Linked DNA regions of Mus musculus: region 1 is linked to region 2. Evidence: chromatin contacts called from public HiChIP or PLAC-seq data. All regions are on one chromosome and are shown on one strand. The core of a region is the stretch at or near the end of the contact, and the rest is flanking DNA. Distances in the headings are between cores, read along the strand shown. Region 1 overlaps Flnb (filamin, beta). Region 2 overlaps Flnb (filamin, beta).

What was found. HiChIP or PLAC-seq counts read pairs in DNA pulled down with a chosen protein or histone mark.
Region 1: an H3K27ac HiChIP or PLAC-seq map of trophoblast stem cells shows a contact between it and region 2, with 16 read pairs. The contact joins two enhancer-like sites. A contact is called at or near these places in 30 of 484 Hi-C or Micro-C datasets (B cells, the C10 cell line, CD8 T cells and 18 more) and 14 of 115 datasets of contacts at active chromatin or transcription factors (the HPC-7 cell line, the NIH/3T3 cell line, a colorectal cancer cell line and 10 more).

The regions. Positions count from the first base shown.
Region 1 is chr14:7,922,686-7,926,634 of GRCm38.p6, reverse strand. Flnb (filamin, beta) reads right to left here. Exons shown (of 46, transcript NM_134080.1): 30 at 3,922-3,949; 31 at 3,078-3,180; 32 at 2,322-2,462; 33 at 124-252. Among named protein-coding and RNA genes, the nearest start is that of Gm45521, 33 kb to the left of the region's middle. Within about 2 kb of position 2,069, at least 21 of the 459 cell types and tissues checked have an H3K27ac peak or open chromatin away from gene starts, as enhancers often do. A contact at or near this core is called in trophoblast stem cells, where this site is marked.
Region 2 is chr14:7,832,053-7,836,041 of GRCm38.p6, reverse strand. The region is part of intron 1 of Flnb (filamin, beta); the gene reads right to left. Among named protein-coding and RNA genes, the nearest start is that of Flnb, 16 kb to the right of the region's middle. Within about 2 kb of position 2,416, at least 72 of the 459 cell types and tissues checked have an H3K27ac peak or open chromatin away from gene starts, as enhancers often do. A contact at or near this core is called in trophoblast stem cells, where this site is marked.

The DNA of each region.
Region 1 (3,949 bases), core at 820-3,319, 91 kb before region 2:
GATGCTCCCACAACAGTCTCCTGAGACTACCTGAGTGCTTCCATTCACAGCACATTTTAATCATGCTCATTTATCTCTCCAAAGGAAGGTTATACCTGCATAAACACGCAAAGCATACCATACCTTCTCCCGCATCCTCTGTGACAATGGTGAAGGTGGCAGTTTTGTTGGCTACTCCATACACAAGGCCTGGACCATAAGCAGACACACTCCCACTGTTGGGGTAGTTCACGTAGAACTGCAGGGGGCTCTCTGCATTTTCCAAGGACAAAAACAAAACTGAGACTCATTACATGGTAAATAGATACCTCAGATAATCGGCAGTACATTAAAGTCCTCCCAGCAGGAGAGTCCGCCACCCTCTGAAGCAGCTCAAGGGAACTGGTGTAGGAGATTTCATCTCAGCTTAACAAATGAGAAGGACACATGCGTATCAGGGAGGTAGATGCTGCTTTCTAGAAAGAAGGCTGTTTGTTAGTGCCATTCAAAACCTAAGGCCTGACCTAAGAAGCTCATCTTGAGGAAAGAAGCCCACAGTGATCCACGGCTACTCTCATCCCTATTAAAGCTCTTTAGTCTCCAGGATCCACCTGCAAACCAGGAAATCATCCGGGAGTCGACCTACATATGGAACATTAAAGATCCACGAGTACGACCTTGAGAGGTTAACCGCAGTATGTCACATCAGAGAAAAGCAAACTGTCTTTATATGTAAAACTGATATTTCATAGCGGCTGGTATGATGGCTCAGTGTGGGTAAAGAAACTTGTGCAAGCCTACTGACATGAATGTGATCCTTACAGCCCATGTAAAGGTATAAAGAGAGAACTAACTCTACAAACCTTTCCTCTGACCTCCACATGCATAGCTTGGCATGTGTGACCATACATATACACATTATACATACACAGTAACAGAAAAGAACCACTATGCTGTTCCTTTAACAGGATAAATCTAAGTGCGCTAAGATGTATCTTAAGTACATAGCAGGCATCTGAGACGGTAGACACATGGCAATGGAGGAGAAGGGCGAGAGCCAACAGAGGACTGTTGCTGTTTTCAGTAGTCTCATTGTATAGCCCAGGCTGACCTCAGCCTCCTGAATATAGACATCTAGTGCCTGCCTGAAGCTTGAGTCACGACTGTTAAGTTCTGCACCTATTATCATTAGAATCCTTAAACAGAAAAAAAAATGCTTTAACCAAGTATTGTGTATACATGTGAACATCTGTTAAAGCAAGTGACAAACCAAGAAGGATTTTAAACTCCCACTTCCCACCTTAAAAGATAATTTTTTCCAAAAGGAAAACAGACGAAGAATATGAAGATACAGCTCACAGAGAAAGAATTGGAAAGATACAATATATGGAAAATTGTCTCTTCTCATTTGCAGGAACAAATACCTCGGTACCATGCATTTTCAATCACCAGACTGACAAACAATTGCAAAGTAGACTCTACAGGGCAAGCCTGTGGCAAGGCAGGTGCGTTCCTTCACTGCTTGGCTCCACATGTAACAGCCCCAGGAAGAGCACTATGCTACAGTGTATCCAAGTCTCAAAGGCTTTGGTCTGCACCCCCCCCCCCCCCAGCACTTTTGCCCAAGGGGCCAAATCGCACTGCTACACCAAGAGTGCCAACAAAAGAGGCAACAGCAATGGCAGGAAGAGAAGAAATACTCCCCAGTATTACACTGGGACATCTGCAGTGTCTTCCAGATGAGGGAGAGACATGTGTAGACATGCACAGCTTTCCTGCTCGTGTTATTCAGAGGGAAAAGGCAAGGACAGCTGATGTAAGTAAAATTTCAGTAAAAGGGGGTTGGATTTTAAAATCTGTATTTTTACTTGCATGTAGTCTTAAAATTTTTCTAAAATTGAACATAAAATTTACCAACAATCAATCTCCAGGAGAGGGCAGAGGGAGGTTATAGGTATGTATGATCACATTATCTAATTATAAAATCAGAAGATATTGAAATGATTACAAAGAGTAACAACCAATGCTGAACCTGTCCATGGGTAGGAAACGAAAACTAGTTCCCTGTGTGGGCGCCATCTGTCTGCTAAGCCCTGTGTCTGAGGAGGCTAGCATCCATACCCCACAGGGTCTTGCAGGCCAGGCCAGAAAGCCTCACTTCCTGTGCCTGCGTTGTAGTTGGCCATATTTGACAGTTATGAAGACACACAACCATAGCGACATGGCCCTATACCCTGGCCCAGGAGGCTGTTTTTGAATGGAAGCCAACATCACACTCCTGAATCTGCCCTGGCTGTGTCTCCCAGATGCCTGAGGCTAGCGAGCCGCTGTACCCCACTTACCCGGGATGTGGCTGCCCCTGTACTTGATGTGCATCTCGTGGAGGCCGACTTCAGTGGGCGCGTATCTCACAGTGACCGTGCCGTCCTTGTTGTCCACAATCTCAGGTGTAGCCTTCTTCCCAGAAGGCATATGCACCGTGCCTGGAGAGCATAGTGACACATGGCAGTGAGGTCACTGGTGACCTTTCCCCAAGCAGCAGATGTCTTCACCAGAGGTCCTCAGATCCCAGAACACTCATGCTGCCTGAAGTGTCCAAGTGCCCCCCCCTCCCCCCAGGAAAACTGAGACTGCCTGGCTTTCTATGGCTTCCACCTGGTTTCCACAAAATGCAGCAAGCAATTAGCTCATAAATAAATACATGGTATCTCTAACAGGCCAATTACAAGTGCAAAGAGGGTCTGAGAAGACCACAAAGCAGTAAGAGAAGCAGGAGAAGGGAGGCTGGGCTCCCAGAAGGGAACTGATACCACAGATCTGAGTGACAGACAGGTTGGAAAGTGAGTGGTTAGAGAAAGCATGGAAAAAGAAACAGAAACCTGGCAGCAAGAGGTATCTAAACAAAGAAGTTCCTAGCCTGAGGAGAAACACAAGCTTCCTCAGCAATGTAATGCAAGCTATAAACAACCACCTCTTCAGAGAAACACTTTCTGGTGTCTGGCTGGGGAAATAAGGGACAGTAGTCACCGCCCAAGCACTGCTCTGGGCCTCAGATGCAACAACAAATAAAGAGTAAGGTGAGCCCCACAAGGGTTTACCTGTAATTTCTCCTTTCCTGACGGCAAATGGAATCACCAAGTCAAAGGGCTTGAAGCCTAGCCCGTTCATGTCACTCACAGGGACATAGGCCTCTTCTGTAACCTAAAAACACGAGAGCGTTCACTTGGTAACCGGACAGCAGTGTGGGCTGGGGGAGCTATGGGGGGGCGGAACCACTGGGAACTCTACAAGGCAATGAGGCCTAAATTTGGGGGTGTGGCCACGAGTATTTATGGGGCTTTGTGTGACTGGGCCTGGAGAGAGTTGGACGGCCCTGAGAAGTTCCACTGATCATTTGCTAGAAAACACTTGGTCAACAGGGTGCTTGTAGAATTCCCAATGTCGCCCACAGGAAAATGGAGGCGGCAGAGAGCAATGACTGAGTCCCAAGAGGCTCCACACCTGGAGAGGTTTAGTTGCTTGTGGCCTAGAAAAGAAGGTGTGTTTTAAGTGGCACAGAGTGGTAGCGGGTGGCTTTGCCCTAGACAGAAACCAGATGCACAAGTGGTGGCTTGGAGTCAGGAGGAGGCCTGCCAATAGCCGTCCATCTTGCTCTTTGAACGTGGGGGAAAACCGCACCGCGCGTGATCACAGACATGATGGCTGGCGATTCGTGGGGAGCAGGTGGTGACATGAAGGTGGATCTTACAGAGAAAGTGGGGTTGTGATGAGGTGATCAGTGGGGGGGGGGGGGACACACCAACGGCCAGGACACCAAGGACTTAAGCGATTCCCACAAGCAGGCAGCAGCTTTTCTAAAATGAAGGCTGAATAAACCCAGAAATGCAAAAGGGAAAAACCAAAGTGTACCCAGGGCCTGAATCCAGGGGGACATGCATTTACCGGTGCCTCCTCCATGGCTGTGACTTCC
Region 2 (3,989 bases), core at 1,167-3,666:
CTGGGACTGCTGGGAGCAGGGGGCCAACCTTCTTCCTCAAGCCATATGACGTAGGGCAGTAGGGCCTGAAACTGTTAGAGCGACTGCATCCTACCACATTCTATCCAAAGTCTGCCTCTATTGCTTTTTGTCTGTGTGGCAAGTCACACGTTTGGTGTGTCAGTTCCCCTACCTATAACACGGAGATGAATAAGTGGGAGATGTGACTATTTGGTACCAACTTGGCTCATAGTAGGTGTAGCTTATGGGCTAGCTGTGGAATGATGGTTGGAAAGGTTTTATTCTGCTTTTTTAAGAAGCCTCTACCAATGCTACTAGTTAACCCATGTGGTGGGAGTATGGGGACCTTTGCCTATTAGTTACAAGAACTATTTACATGAAAACTTAAAAGTTTTGTAAAAGTAACTAAAATGACTGTCACTTATACCAACCATCTTTAAAAGAAGAGTATTTTTAAAACCCAAACAAAAACCAAGCTGGGCATGAAGGCACACATCTGTAATCCCAGCACTTGGAAACCTGAAATGGAGAGATATCAAAGTCCAGGTCAAAGTTCAAAGGAACTTTGAAGGCTGTTGCATAGGTCCACAGGTATGCTCTGTCTTCATATTGGTAGTGGTACCCTTCTATGTGAAGGAATGTATATCTAAGGGTGAAAGGGTATCTGCCTGCAAGTATGATAAAGTACCCTTTACTATATCTGAGTTGTAATAAAAAAAATGTTTTTTGTTTGTTTGTTTAAAATTTTAAATTTAGAGACCAGAACACACTCTACTTGTTGAGGACCAACAGAATTAATTTGGCCAGTGCAAAGTTTAGGTCAGAGTGCGACCCTCCCTGCCATTCATTCCTGGTCAGATTATCCCCTACTCTGGACTTCTACCTACTTTTAGAGAATGCAAATATCTCAGTAGTACCTTGGAATACTCTGAAAAACATCTTCTCTCAGACAAAAGGCTATTGACGGCAGGTTCCTGGAGGCAAACTTCTGGGGCTCTGTGTCTTTGGGAACCCCAAGCTTATCATGTTCACTAGCAACAGGAGGGCCTTATACTCCTAAGGTAATTAGCTCAGGTCTTTCAACACAGCTGTGGGGAGGACTCCTACTCAGCATGAATGGCTTTTGTCTTACTATCATATCCCAACATCTTGAGGATGATCTATGTTCTTTGTTACAAACTGGGCTCAAACTTGTATGCAAGACATCCAAACAGAATAATAGACGCAAGGCATGTTTCTCTTTTCCATGGTCAAATAGAGAAATGGGCTCTATCAATCCATATATTTGTCTTGTTAGGTTGAATCAAACTCCTCCAAACCTCCTGATAAGCGAGAACTACAGCTTTGTGCCACCATTTCTAGTCAGTTATGCTTTTCTTTCTTCCAGGACTTTGTACGTGCCAGGCTACTCTACCACTGAGCTACATTCTCAGCCTTTTTATAAGGGAAATCGTCTATACAAACACACCGAACAGGGAAATTATAATATGACACAATTACCATTCAACAGAAGAATTAAATACATGAAGAATCAAAACCCTCTGCATACCCCCTCCCACTTTTGTTATTGAGACAGGATCTCACTATGTAGCCCTGGCTGGCCTAGAACTCTCTACACAGACCAGGCTGACCTCAAACTCTCAGAGATCCTCCCCCCACCCCAACCCCCAGGGCTGGGATTTAACAAATGCACTACCACAACCAGCTGTGTACCTGGACTGTATGCCCCAGTTACGGCACACATACAGCCTGGCAACCACACAATTTGTTAGCGGTCATTCCCATGAACATATATATATATGTATTGGTTTTGCATACACATGCAAATAAAACTTAACACAAACAGTATCGCAGCAAATAATCTTTCAGTTTGCTTCTTGGACCTACATCATGTTTTACAAAGCAGACTTAGAATAAATAAATGGGACGTAGACCCTCCTGACAATTGAATGGATCTGTCCCGGAAGGATGACGTGGGTGGTGTAAGAATCTATACTCAGAATAGGGTATAATTTTGTTTGTTGTTTGTTTTGGTTTTTGTTTGCTTGTTTTTTGAGACAGGGTTTCTCTGTGTAGCCCTGGCTGTCCTGAAACTCTCTCTATAGACCAGGCTGGCCTCGACCTCAGCAATTCACCTACCTCTGCCTTCCAAGTGTTGGGATTAAAGGGGTGAGACACCACCTCCAGCTCGGGGTACAACTTAAAACTTACTCATTGTTTATCTCCATGGTCTCCAACCACAGATAAAGGGGGAAACCACTGTAAATTACTAATGTAATCAGAGCTGCGTGGCTACCAGTCATGATGCATCAGAGATGTGGTTCTCCCCGCAGGTCCAGTCCTCCATCAGGTCTGAGCAGGCCAGGAGAAGGGCTTAGCATTAGTGCGCTCATGGTTACTTTCCACAAGCTCAGCTGCTCATTTCCCCCTTTTACTACAAGCAGAGAGGCCTCCTGCTGAGCAGAGGCAAGCTGGCTGCTACTTTATAACACTGTTTTGGGTTTATTTATGGTTACCTTCCATTTACTCAGTGATGTTGCTTTTCCATTATGATAGTGACACAAAGTCTCCTTTTCAATTACATCTGTTGTAAAAGTGAGTCAACTGCAGGCGGAAATAAAATTAAGTGAGGATGAAATGGACACCGCCATAGAATGTAAAAGTAGGAGAGGGGAGGTGGCTCCTTTACTGTCCAGAGTGAGTCCAGGAGAGGCTGGCCTCATTCCGTTCTTGTTTTTTTACAGACACAAAAGTAAGGTCAGAGAAGGGGGTCCTAATGAATTTAGCGATAGACCTGGGAATAGGAATAGCTAGCATGGAGCCAGGCAGTGGTGGCCCACGTCTTTAATCCCAGCACTTGGAAGGCAGAGGCAGGCGGACTTCTGAGTTCGAGGCCAGCCTGGTCTACAAAGTGAGTTCCAGGACAGCCAGGGCTACACAGAGAAACCTGTCTCGGAAAACAAAACAAAACAAAACAAAACAAAACAAAACAAAACAACCAAACCCACCCCACCCCTGCCAAAAACAAACAAACAAACAAAAACAACAACAACAACAACAAAACCAAAGAAAAGAAAGAATAGCTAGCCTGAGCCTTGGCTAAACAGCTGCTGATGCTATTGATACATTGACCTGCCCGAGCTGGAGAAACAAAAGCCATTGTGCCCCGTTGACTGACTCATTCCTTCCTGTGCTTAAACAGATCTGCCTTCCTCACTCAAGAACCTTTACCAACTCTACCTTTGGGAAAAGGGCTGGATGTTCCCTGGGCACAGAAAAGAAAATGATGATTATTATGTTGTCCTATCAGTCAGGAGTCTAACCTACCCATGGAATCAGCAGGCAAATGGAGGAAGCAAGACGCAAACACATCCCTTCAGCCTGGTAGCGGGGAGAACTGAGGACACTGCAGTCACTTCCCAGATCCACTCCTACATTAGAATCCACAGAATTCACTATGGCAGCCTCCTACGCCCATCCCGATCCAGCAACCTTCAGGGATCTTCAGGGTAGTTCCCGAGCATTACTGTTAAAGTACTACCATAAGCTTCATAGCACAAGGTTGGACTGTGCTAGGGTTAAGGGCATACCTAGGACAGTGAAAGTGCTGGTGCCAGGTGGCACAGGCTGCCCTACAATGTCCCAGACATAAGAGCCTGGATTAAAGTGAGAGAAATTGATACCCAGGGCCAAGTCCTGGACTGCTAGTCTTCTATCCGGGTGCTGGGTGGAAACAGATGGCTCACTTTGCTACTTTGATCCACATGAAAGCATGCAAGGCAGTCAGCATGGCCTTGTGGTTGCAGAGATTGATACTGGAAAGACCTTCTTGTCTTTCTAGCTCCCTACTGCTCCTAATTTCCACTAAATCCTGACAAGACAGCAGGAGCTGCACCCAGGACATTAGCAGAATGCACTTGTTTTTGCAAGATAAAGTGGAACCAGTGCTATGGACAGAATCAGCTATCATTTCCTGGGTGCTTGCTAGG